2 separate regions of the Mus musculus genome follow, and region 2 is linked to region 1. Evidence: chromatin contacts called from public Hi-C data. All regions are on one chromosome and are shown on one strand. The core of a region is the stretch at or near the end of the contact, and the rest is flanking DNA. Distances in the headings are between cores, read along the strand shown. Region 1 has its middle 18 kb from the start of Gm34229. Region 2 overlaps 1700112H15Rik (RIKEN cDNA 1700112H15 gene).

The links. Hi-C and Micro-C count contacts between places; a contact is called where the count stands out from the background.
Region 2: a Hi-C map of tail fibroblasts shows a contact between it and region 1, with 1.9 times the contacts expected there. The contact joins two enhancer-like sites. A contact is called at or near these places in 7 of 484 Hi-C or Micro-C datasets (adipose-derived mesenchymal stem cells, brown adipocytes, macrophages and 4 more) and 2 of 115 datasets of contacts at active chromatin or transcription factors (effector CD8 T cells and fibro-adipogenic progenitors).

What each region holds. Positions count from the first base shown.
Region 1 is chr1:184,447,313-184,453,196 of GRCm38.p6, reverse strand. No RefSeq gene overlaps it. Among named protein-coding and RNA genes, the nearest start is that of Gm34229, 18 kb to the right of the region's middle. Within about 2 kb of position 1,351, at least 20 of the 459 cell types and tissues checked have an H3K27ac peak or open chromatin away from gene starts, as enhancers often do. A contact at or near this core is called in tail fibroblasts, where this site is marked.
Region 2 is chr1:184,530,503-184,536,663 of GRCm38.p6, reverse strand. It overlaps 1700112H15Rik (RIKEN cDNA 1700112H15 gene), which reads left to right. Exons shown (of 6, transcript NR_040472.1): 3 at 4,850-4,960. Among named protein-coding and RNA genes, the nearest start is that of 1700112H15Rik, 24 kb to the left of the region's middle. Within about 2 kb of position 3,778, at least 24 of the 459 cell types and tissues checked have an H3K27ac peak or open chromatin away from gene starts, as enhancers often do. A contact at or near this core is called in tail fibroblasts, where this site is marked.

The sequences.
Region 1 (5,884 bases), core at 102-2,601:
TTGATTTTGTAGTTTTGAAAAGCAAGGAAGGGGCCGAAGAGATGGCTCCGTGGTTAGTAGGACTTGATGTTCTCTTAGAGGACCAGAGTTCTCACCACCAACATCAGGCCGTTCACAATCTACTATAACATCAGCTGCAGAGGATTTGATGTCCATTTTTAGCCTCTAAATGACCCTCTAATGTAAGTGCTGGCGCCTACACACAAATAAATAAATAACAAAACGTTTTTTTTAAAGTCATGGGGAAATGTCATTAATATGTATTAAATCAGCACTGGTGAATTCATATTAAATGTGTGTGAGGGCTATGGTATACTGACGTGGTCCGTTCCTGCGGATGAAAGGCTCCGCATTTAATCCCACGCAGGGCAAGAGGAAGGCAAGAATCAGTTGTTACATAGGCTGGACAAAAAAATCTCAAGATTTGAAAATTCCGAGGATATAGGATTAGTCTATTTGTATTGTTCTGGGTTGGGCCTGGGCCGCAAAAGACTCACAGAGCCTTGTTTTAAAACCTCTGGGCCGGACAAATTCTGAACTTCAGAATTTGGGGATCTGGGAGTGGTCACATGGTATGGGCATGGCGTGTTACAATCCACAGTGTAGTCAGATGTAGCAGACTGTGCCCAAGTGTGGGCACATTTTTAAAGATGTGGAATCAAGGTGTTTTCTCCCTAGACTGTAGGAGGAAAATCCGTGTGTGTTGTGTCAGTTCAAGTCAAGATTTACCACCATATGAGCGGAGCTCATGTAAAGTGTTCTCGGCTGAGTGAGGAAGAAAGAAGGAATGAACTGTGGAAAACACACCAGGAGCTGTGGACTCTGTACAGACTGGTCGGTCCAAGCTAATACAGGAGCCATGGTGGGCAGCCTGTATTAGGTCACATGACCTGAGGTTTCACAGGCCCTTGGTTCAGTTCCTCCCACATCTGCTCATCTTCCTATTAGGAGACTGTTTTGTTGTTTTCTTTATTTAACAAAAGATTTATCCTATTTGTGTGTGTGTGTGTGTGTGTGTGCGTGCGCGCGCGCGCGCGCGCGCGCGGGCACATGTATGCTTTGTGTGTGTGTGCACCCATGGAATCCAGAACTGGGCCTCACATTCCCTGGAGCTGAAACTACAGGCATCTGTGAGCCTTGGGATCTGGGTGCTAGCATCCAAACTACAGTCATCTGACAGAACAGCGATAGCAAGCTGTCTTAATGACTACCTTACCCCTTCAGCTCTTACTGGGAGATTTCTGGTGAGAACACATTGGTACACTTTCCCCTCTGACAGCATTCAGTAGTACTCTGTCACACACACCCTCCTTCCTGTGAGTCAGGGAAGCAGGCCTGAGGTTTTAGGAGGGGCAAAGGAGCATGTACTCTGGGAATAAGCTGGCCCAGCCTCTCAGAAGGAGTATAGTACTCCACAGCAAGAACTCACAGTATTGCTAGAACACTAGCTATGTGGGACCACCCCCTGGGGCTTTGTAAAATTCTAATTGCGAGTGAGTCCTAGGAATGACAAACATTTTCTCAGATGATAAACCAAGTCTCAGCCAGGAATCTCAGGGAATGGGGGATTTAAAAAATCAGCTCTGATGGTTGGTGCTTGTAATCCTGGTACTTGCGAAGCCGAGGTGGAAAGTTGCTGTGAGCTCAAGGCTAAGCCCTGGCTGAGTAGTGATTTCCAGGGCAGCATGTGTTCAAAAAAAAAAAAAAGCTCCCAAACACCTTAAATAATCCAACGATCCCAAGCATCTTGTCCAAGAAGCTGGGAGACAGCTTTGGTGGCCCCTCTACCCTCCTCTGGTCATTGCTAGATCCCTATCCTTGCCATGCTGTGTTCAGAGAGACCATGAGGGGTGTGCTGCAGACCCCACACAGCTTTCCAGCAATGAAATGTCCTCAGGTATTTCAGCATGGAATTCCCTCTGCAAGGGATCGTTGTGTAGAAGGAAGCCTCACGCTCAATGTTATCTTCACTGTCTCCTGTTTTATTCCTTCAGATGTATGATAGCTTTAAGTTCCGTCCCACAAAAAATACTTATGCCACCATCCAAGAGTAGGCTTTTCAGGGACATTTGCAAACTGGATGCACTGAGCAACTGCTTCTTTCGGACTTTCTCTCAGGATCCCAGGGACCTCAGAAGGCGCCTCGGTTTGAGAAGCACGGACTTTATGTGTTCTTCTAATACTTCATCCTTTGCCCTTCAAGGTGGACCCCGGGTACTGTGTTGACCATTGTCTGCTTCATCTATATCTCTGAACTAGGTCAAATAGATACAGATCATGACTGCTGTAGAAAGGGGTTTGGAGGAACCCCATAACAATTATCTTTTAAACTTTTGGTTTGTTTGTTTGGAAACTGAAGCCTCTCACTGTTAAAGGGCTTTCTTAAGATGATAGACCATCCTTGAACTCGACTAGTCATATAGAATGCACAGGAGCACACAGAGCATTCTGCACCCACTAACTACCTTTCTCTCCTTCCATGTGACCTGAGCGGATCAGGTCAAGTTGTGCAATCTCTACAAACTGAGGCAAATACATCTCCAACTTCTTTGAGCTGCTGGGGTTCCTTTAAACACTGTATACTCAGTTAAAAATACTCTTACTAGTTGCTTGGCTTTGGGTTCGGGTCAAGTATCCTGCCTCCATGTGTGTCTGGTGTAGCCCTTCTTAGAGATGCGGAACAGAAGGAGGAGGACGTGTTGTGATTGGGTTGTAGCTCACCGGTAGCTTGCCTAGCATGAAGGACGCTCTGAGTTCAGTCCCCAGGATCATACAAAGTGGTCACAGTGGTACGTGCTTAGGATCCTGTCACTTGCAAGGTAGAGAAGAGAGGATCAGAGGTTCCAGGCTATTCATTCTCTGCTGTGGAGGGAGGTGAGGTCAGGCTTGGAAACATGAGACCATGTTAGGAAGGAAAGAAGGAAGAAAGGAAGGGAGAGTGGAAGGGAAGGTGGGAGAGATGGCTCAGTGGTTAAGATTAGTGTTTATAATTTTCACAGAGGACCAGGTTCAGTTCCCATGGAGGAGCTGGAGTCTGTAACTCTAGGTCCAGGGGACAGATGCCTCTTCTGACCCTTGTGGGCACTCTGAGCACGTGATGCATGCACATACACTCGGGTGTGCGTATATACACACACACACACACACACACACGCTATTTTTAATATGAAAGGAAGAAAGGAAAGGAGAAAAAAGGAAAAAAGAAAAGAAAGAGAGAAAGAGAGGAAGGAAGGAAAAAAGGAAGGAAGGAAGGAAAGAAGGAAGGAAGGAAGGAAGGAAGGAAGGAAGGAAGGAAGGAAGGACAAAGGAAGAAAAAAGGAAAAAGAAAACCAGGGCTCATAGGAATGGAATGTTCAATAATTATTATAGGAAACACTATTCTACAGTATTTTGAAATCTTAATTTCAAAGCTGTCTTCCTACCTGCTTTTCTTTGACTGGTTAACGACAGGACCCATGTAAGTTAGATTATAGGAAAATCATTATTTTTCTCTTACTTTAAGCCTATATGACAATGAAATAGTTCCATAGTATTTGACAGAAGAAGATAGTTGAACTTTGGATTCAACGTTTTAATACCAGCCTGCTTGGGATGAACAGATTGAGAGAGAACTGGGCCCTATTTAGATCTCTCATGATATCTTTTAAAGATGAAAAAAACAGCCTAGGAGATAAAAAAGAAAAAAACAAAAACAAAAACAATTACTTATTTTAGATTTAAGATGTTTAAGAGCCTGTGGAAAACCCAGTTGCCTTTTGCCTCTCAGTAATGTTTTCGGCAGGCACGGAAGTCTGTATCCCTTTGCAGCTTTCCTTAATGACAAAGGAGCCCTGTGCAGGACCGGGAAGGACATTAACCTCCGCTCACCCTCAGCCATAGCCTGTGATCATGATGTACCAAGTCTGCCTGCGAGCACCGACAAACGCAATTAACTCTCGGAGAGTTTGTCAGACATCTGGACCTTTGGCACCCACAACCAAAACATCTGGACATTTGTTTGAGTTCTCTCCTTGTTTTCCAAGTTTTGATACAGTGTCCCAGTCATCACTGGGACCCAGCACTTCCTATGGCGCTAAGCCAGGCTAATGGCTTCCCCTGCATCTGCCTGCTTCACCATCACCAGATCCAATTAATCCTTGGCCAACGATGAATCCTTTCACACAGAACAGTGCTTAGGATTGGCATCGAACCCAGATGCCCGAGAGCAAGCCTTGGGCTCCTCACAGAGTCTCATGTTGCTCAAACAGCCACAGAGAGTCAGGGTGATACGGAGTGTCTAGTTGGTATGATGTTACACCATTGAAAGAAAGAGTGTCCAACATCAAAGTTCACAAAACCATTCAATGATGTCACCATTGTTAGCCAGGCTGGTGGAATACCATTCTGTCCATTACTGGTTGTTGATGTAGAAGTGTTCAACTTCAGCTGATGGTTGTTTACCTCAAGTTTTCCATGTCAGAAATTAACAAAAAAGAAAAGCTAAAAAAAAAAATACTTGTATCTGCTTTGTCAGGTAAAATAATTTTAACGATGAACTGCCTGTGGTGGCGTACACATGCAATCCCGCCTCTCAGGGACTGAAGGAGGAGGATCACAGGTTCAAGGCCAGCCTGAACTACATGCTATTAAAAATTAAGTAACGAAATCAAAGAAACCAAAATTTCAAATAAAGCTTGGTACCTGGGTCAACGATGAGAAACTTTGAACTCTTTCCTTAGTCTGGGTTTCAGTTTTAGCTCTGTAACCTTGAGCAATCTGCACACGGCTTTAAGCCTCAGTGTCTTCACCTTCAGGACATCAGAAATACTCATCAGCTTCGTTTCTCTTTGTCAAAAGGCTGCATCAAATGATGGTGGGATTCAGCTTGGCAGAGCGTGGGCTCGAGACTACCACTTAACGGCTGCCGTCCAAATATTTGCCACAACCTAAGTTAGCAGGCGAAGGACCTGGAAGTTAATCCGCCAGAGGCTTACTCCTGCCAGGGAGGACCAGAGGAGGTCAGAGAAACCCCTTTGGCTTTCATCATTTCTCCTTGTTTAAGTCTCTTCATAGTTCAAGAAGGAAGCAGCTTCCAGGCCTCTATTACTACTGCCCCCTGCTGGCTGGGGAGGGAAAGACTGGAGGCCCGAGATGAAGCACAAGTTGCCTCCTCTGGGCCTCTCTTCTCATGCTTCTCTTTGCCAGGTCCTCGGGTTTCTTTAAATATTAAAGCCAAATAGGCTCCTATAAAAAGACGTGAGGGCATGAATACCATCATTGCCTCTTCAGTACTGTAAAATTTTATGGTTATGTAGGAACTCAATATTAAAATAAAAAGCCACAAGGAAATTCCTCTGGATAAATAATTAGTTGTACTCGGAGACAGATAGAAGGGGCAATGAATTTCTCTCTTCTCTCTTCTCTCTTCTCTCTCTCTCTCTCTCTCTCTCTCTCTCTCTCTCCCTCCCTCCCTCCCTCCCTCCCTCCCTCCCTCCCTCCCTCTCTTTCTCTGACTTTTCAGCATAGACAGATGGTTTACGCATCTTCAGCATCCAGGGCTTTTGGGGAAGCGTTATATAACCTCAGAGCAGTCACCAAATGAAATAAGAAATTCCTCGTTTGGCAGACAGAGCTCGAGTATAGAGTTCATAAACTTTAAGAAGGCTCCCAAGTCCAAAATCAGAGACAACCTGCTCCAAGTCAGCTCCCATTTGCACTTAATTAGGGAGTGTGTTTTGGAGGTCAGTGAAAACCAGTGGAGTATGTTTTCATAATAACTTTCCTCACAATAAAATTATTTAGGAGGCAGCTGTCCAACTTTTTCTGGAATGAGGGCAAGAAAAATGAGGACACAGAGTGAAGTTATTGGATACCTTATCTGGAACTGCCCAAAGCGTTGTCTGGG
Region 2 (6,161 bases), core at 2,529-5,028, 81 kb before region 1:
AGCTGGTGAAATGTATTGGTTTTGTTGACAAATTTCTTGGTCTAAACTGCTGACATTTCTCAGCCTGCTACTAGATTGTGCAACATTATGCAACTTTATGTGGAAATAAATGAGTTTATTAGTGATGAGTGTGTGTTTGCGGCTGCATCTGTGTGTGATAATAGACAACTTTTGTGGGTACTTACAGCAATAATGACACTGCTGTTTTTCAGTTCACCCTTTACCATAAACTATGTCATTATTCACTTCAGTGGGGGCATACAACCTCAAAGAATGTTACGAGAGTGGCTTGTTGAAAAGAAGTAATGGACGGTGGGTCGTTGAGTAAGCCTCTGCTGGCAGGGCTATGTGATAGCTGAGCGCAAGGCTTCTGTCATGTTGGTGGTCTATGATATTTCTGTTTTAAACCATTCATATCTGACACTGCTTTGTCCTTCAGACCAAGGCATTTCCAGTGACTGAATTCAACAGAATATTTTCCAAAGCCTACCTTAACCACTCATGGAGTCAGCTTGTACTTCAAGGAGTGTCTGGGGTAAGGGGCGGTCCCTGCTTCACAGAGTATATAGTCAGACATTAAAGTATGTGAGTGTCTAATTCAACCCAACAAATGTCAGAAACCCTGAAAGATGTAGTAAGCAGAATATTGTTGAGCTGTGCAATGGCTGGAATGGCTGGACTGGGGGTGGGGCGGAGCTAAGGTGAAAAGCATTGTGGGAGATTAGCACTAGACTAGCAAAGGGAAGAATTAGTGGGTATTCAGAAGATTGAACAGTGCGCTTTAGTTGGTGAGGCTCACATAAGAAGTTAAGGAGGAAGGAACAACATGTTGTGGGAAGGCAAGGGAAATGAAACCATAGAATAAGCAGTCCAGCTAAAATCCCCTCACGGGGGATTGGCAATGTCTCAGCTTCACCCAAGAGTTTTACATCAGACCTGAAAGTGTGAAGCAGAATCAGTGGCTGAGTCAGTGGACACTGGTTACATGTTGGTAGACAAAGGTGGGTAGAAACTGGTCTGCATTGAAGATGCTTGGGCCAGTCCGAGATAAGCAGAGTGGTCATTTCAACATGTTTGAAGACATGCTGGACTTCAGGTGAAGTCTAGAACTCAGGGTTCAACCTAGCCTTGTGCAGGGTGGCAGGCCATGTAGACTCTAAAAGGAGCCATAAGACTCAGTCCTTAGGGAAGTCTGCATATACAGCAAGGAAGTTTGGGAAGTTTGCAGCAGGGATTGCTTCTGTGGGTGATGGGGGCTTTGGAGGAGGTGGGAACAGAGGAATCAACACACTGTGATTGTAGAGTGATCGTCCAGTAGGAGGAAGGGTCAGGTGAAGGCGATGGCTGCTAACTGTTAAGAGTCTTTTCATAGGAGAGGCCCCGAGGACTTGATAGGATACCATAATAGAATCGAGAGGAGGGGTGGATACCAGATGTGCTTCTCATGTAAACCTCTGAGGATTCAGGAGCTCTGAATACAGGGAGGAACTGTGAGATGGAGGGAGAGAATAATCACAAGCCCGGTGGCTTTGGTGGCTGAGTTTACAGTGCTCACAGCTCATTTGGGGGTATGATAGTCTGGACTCAAGGGGCCCCTAGAACATCTACAGAAGCCTAGAAGTAGATCTACTTAATACTCGTACTGGCCATTTGAGCTGTCAGTAGACTGGAGACCTCAGCTCTTGTCGTCACACTACCCCTTACCAGTACTCACTGACAAGGGGTTAAACTATGTAACTCCTACTTCTTCCTCCACAGGTGACCATAGAGACGGTGCTGTGAGGATCAATCTAGGGATGGACATAAGAGGCCATGGGACACTCATCTTCTGATGAGTGACACCCCTCTCTTCTTAGCTATTTCCAAGGGCATGGGGATGATGGTAGTAGACTTTGCCCCAGGACCCTTCTCTCTCTGTAAATTCTAACAGAGCAGACACCTTCCAAGCAACAGAGGTGAGTCAATATTTCCTAGGACTTGTGGTTTCACATTGAGTCAACATTATTCTAACACCTTCTAATGCTCTTCATACTGACAGCAGGCAGTAAGTGGCAGACAGTGGGTCAGAACCGCAAGGGGCTTCAGGGCCAGCCGAGTTCTTCCTCAGAGCTCTGAGAAAGCCACAGCGAGATCCTTTTCTTCTGGTAGCTATAAGAAAGTGCTCGAAATGTGTTGGCATAGATGACTGTTCTCTATTAAAAGTAGAAGGAATAATAAATTCATAGTGAACATCTTTAGGAAGATGTATGCTACAGTTCTGGAAGTGTGAAAGTCAAGAGAAGGTGAGAAAGCACAACTCCCACAACACACAGACACATGGGCACACACACACTCACACACACAAAGGAAACAACAACAAAGACCAAATTGCTATGAGCCACTATGACTCAGAGTTCACCAACAGGGAAGAAACATATAAATTAGGGGAAAAGTTCCTCAAAGTTCCTGAAAGAGATTACCATTATTTCCTGTTGGTGTCCGGGCAGAGCTGATGGTGGCTCAAGGGGGCCTCCGCTGGTTTAGAAGAATCCTGAAATTTCATGTGGGCTATTTTTTTTTTTCTTTTTTATGGTGGAAAATCAAGCAGAGTCAAAACAAGAAAGGAAAGCTCTCCCCTCCCCCCTCCTTTTAATATCGTTTTCAGTAGCACAATGCATTAAAGCAAGGCATTTTTTTTCCCTCATAGTAATACGGCTTCAGGACATGATTTAGATGGAAAATTTAAGTAAGATTAATGCAATTTATTATCCGACAGGATATCCCTACAAGCCACACTATTTGGCTGAATTTTAGATTCCCAATCTAATATTTCAGATGAGATTTCCAGATGGGTGTCTTATTCCTCTATTAGTTTAGTCAGGGTGATGGAGAGTTTGTAAAACAGGAGAGGTTAAACTAGTTTTAACACTTGATTAATCATTGAAATTACATTGTTACTGCCTGAGTCCACTGGATGTTGTTTATTAAGGGGGCTCCCTAAGACCCAAAGCCAACACAAACTACAGGCGCTTTTCCAACTTGGCTAATTTATTTGATGACTTCTTCAAAGGGATTTTTTTTTAAAAGTAAATTTATGGTTACATTGAAAAGCTGCTCAAAGCTTTCTGTTTGGTTTTCAAAATACTAAAGTGTGGGATTATAACACTGAAAAGAAAATAGGTATGGGCACACTACACACACCACACACAGACACACACATACAGACACACATACAGGCACACACAAGGACACACAGGCACACACAGACATACACAGACACATAACACACACAGACACATATACACAGACACACACAGACACACACACAGACACAGACACACACACCTCTAAATTCTAATTTCCTGAAACAATATTGAGAAGGTAAATCTTTAAATACAAAATGTATGAATAATTGCTACTTCCTCCCAGAGACAACATGAAGCCTTCCAAGGTGACAAACCAGACATATATACTCTGCCATTTTATAAACCACTGGCCAGTGAACCAAGGGAAGCTAATGCCAGTGTGCCCAGTAAAGCTGTATAGAGAGAAGTATGTGCTGGGGAAAAAGGCACAAATAAGCGCATGCGTACGGGAGGAAGGCTGGGTGCAGACACTGGACAAACCTCCAAACCAGAGCTTCTTTTGTGGATACGAAAATTTCCTGAAGTCTGGGCTTGGTAAATTGATTACAATCTCTTCTCAGAGACCTATCAGGAGAAAACGAGTGAGTTGCAGACATAAATATGAATTCCAGAGCCCAACTCATAAATGAATTCCTAAATGCTGACCGAGCCAGAACCGAGCATTGGAAAACCACTTGGCAGGAACCATTAGTTTCAAAATGAGATGAACTGCTCTATTTAGCCCTCATTGAAAACTTTACAGAAACGCCAGATTTCCATAAACACAGGTTTCCTTGAGTTTCCAGGGCTTTGATTAACTGGTGGACAAGAGCTTCGCAGACACAGATTTTTTGTGTTATATTCAGCCTGGATGGGTTTGGGATCTGGAAACCAACACAGAGTAGTCCCTTGCCTTTCTGGGATGTTAACTCTTCCCTGACTTCCAGAAGGCTCCTTTTGTTATAGGGAGTTTGGAGAATTAAGAATTAGTTTAGGGTTTAAAAACGCGGTTATAGATCATATTCCTGTCAGCTGTGTCATCATCTGTTAAGCTTTTTATGACTGATTGACAGCCTGCTGCTTTATGGTTTGGCTCTAATGCCCCAAAGGAATGAGAATTAAAAAATACACTTCTGTCCTTACTGAGAAAGTCATAAAGCTGTGGCCTCGGCTCAGTAAGGAGATTGCTTGCAAGACATATTTTCGTTTTTAAATGTGTTTTCATTTTTCTTCTTTCGGCCATATTCCTCCATTGATCCTGGCACTCCAGACGGTCTCTAAAGTCTGTGCAGCTTAGATGCTCATCACCAAACGTTCTGCCTCTGCTTCTCAGCCTCCCCTCCTCCTCTTCCTCTCCTCCTCCTCTCCATCCTCCTCCTTTTTCTTCTTCTTCTTCTTCTTCTTCTTCTTCTTCTTCTTCTTCTTCTTCTTCTTCTTCTTCTTCTTCTTCTCCTCTTCCTCCTCCCTCCTCCTCCTCCTCCTCTTCTGGCTTCCAAGTTTAAGTCAATAAAAAACAAAATAAATTTGAAGAGTAAAGAGCCAGTTTTCTGTGTTCTAAAAAGCTGTTTCCTTCCAAGCAAGTGAGTTTGTAGGCCAGGAATGGCGTGAGTTATAACATGGATTTTGTGGCCTCTGTAAGCATCTTCCACAGTTTGTTCTGTGCTTGATACTGTTCCATGGGACATTAAATGACAGAGATTATGCAAGATGAGAAGATGAGTTAAGCTGGCTGCTGTTTTCCTTAGAGCGGTTGAAGCTTTCAATGGGAGGACCAAGAGGAATGAGGAAGCCAGGCACAACATAACATGGAGTTCCGACAGTACCCAAGCAAGCTGGTGTGCTGTGGAGACACCTGGGTCAGTAAGAGTGCTTGCTGCACAACAGTGGGGCCTGAGTTCAAGTTCCCTGGATCCACATTAGAAGCTGAGTGTGGTCCCATTTGCTCCTGTAACTCCAACACCAAGGACGGGGATGCAGACAAGGAGAATACATTGACTCACTGGCTTAGTCCTATGTTAGTCCTATGTTCAGTGAGACAGATCTGTCTCAAGGGGATAAGGTGGGAAGGTGGGAGGTGATAGAGAAAGACCCTTGACATCTCCTGCTGTCCCTTCTGCACAAGTACACAAACATTCTCTCTCTCTCTCTCTCTCTCTCTCTCTCTCTCTCTCTCTCTCTCACACACACACACACACACACACACACACACACACACACACACACACACAGGAAAGGAGGAGGAAGGGAGTAATCAACACATTTGACTTCAGTTTTAATTTATTTCTGGATAGTAGAAACTCATATCCTTGTGTGAATGAACTGGATCTTACCAGAGAGTTCTCTAAAAATGTCAGCTCTGGTTGCAGGAGTGACATTAAAGCCATCTTCAGTCAGGCAAGAGATCAGTTTTCCTCTAGAGTACTGGCAGCAAGAGCATCCCCAGGGTTGGGAAGAGCTGGGTTCGGTCCAGAAAGGGCAAGTGAGCAGCAACTGAGCAGTGCTCCCTAGAGCTGAGTTCTCAAGCAGGGCAGTGTGGAGACTTCATTCTAGATTCGTCCTGACGACTCCATACATTCAGTGTTTGATTCAGACCTTCCATGCAGCATCCTGGTAAGGGATGGAGAAAGGAAGTGCCTGCCTCCTGTCTGCATCCTCCACCCTCCTTTCTCCTGCCTGCTCCCCCTCCCTCCAGCCCCTCCCCTCCCCTGGTCCCTCCCTCCTGCCCCCTTCCTCCTTTGCTTCTGTCTTTAGGGACTAACTGGGAGGTTGATCAGAGTCAAACCATCCAAGTGACTCAGTGCTTTTTTTGCATTCCCAATCTTTTTAGTTCTCTTTTATGAGTCATTTGTGAGAGATGCATTTCAAAGGCAAACATAAGATCAGGCAAGCTCTCAGAAACAGGCCCTAACCTAGAGAATCAGTTGCATACTTATAAGGGACACAGTAGTAGCTCTTCTTGGACTTACTACCCTGTGGGATAGTGGAGACCCACCCTTGCAGACTTCTATCATCTCTGTCTGAGCACCCTGAGAAATCTCATTCCTTCCTTTGAGTGGG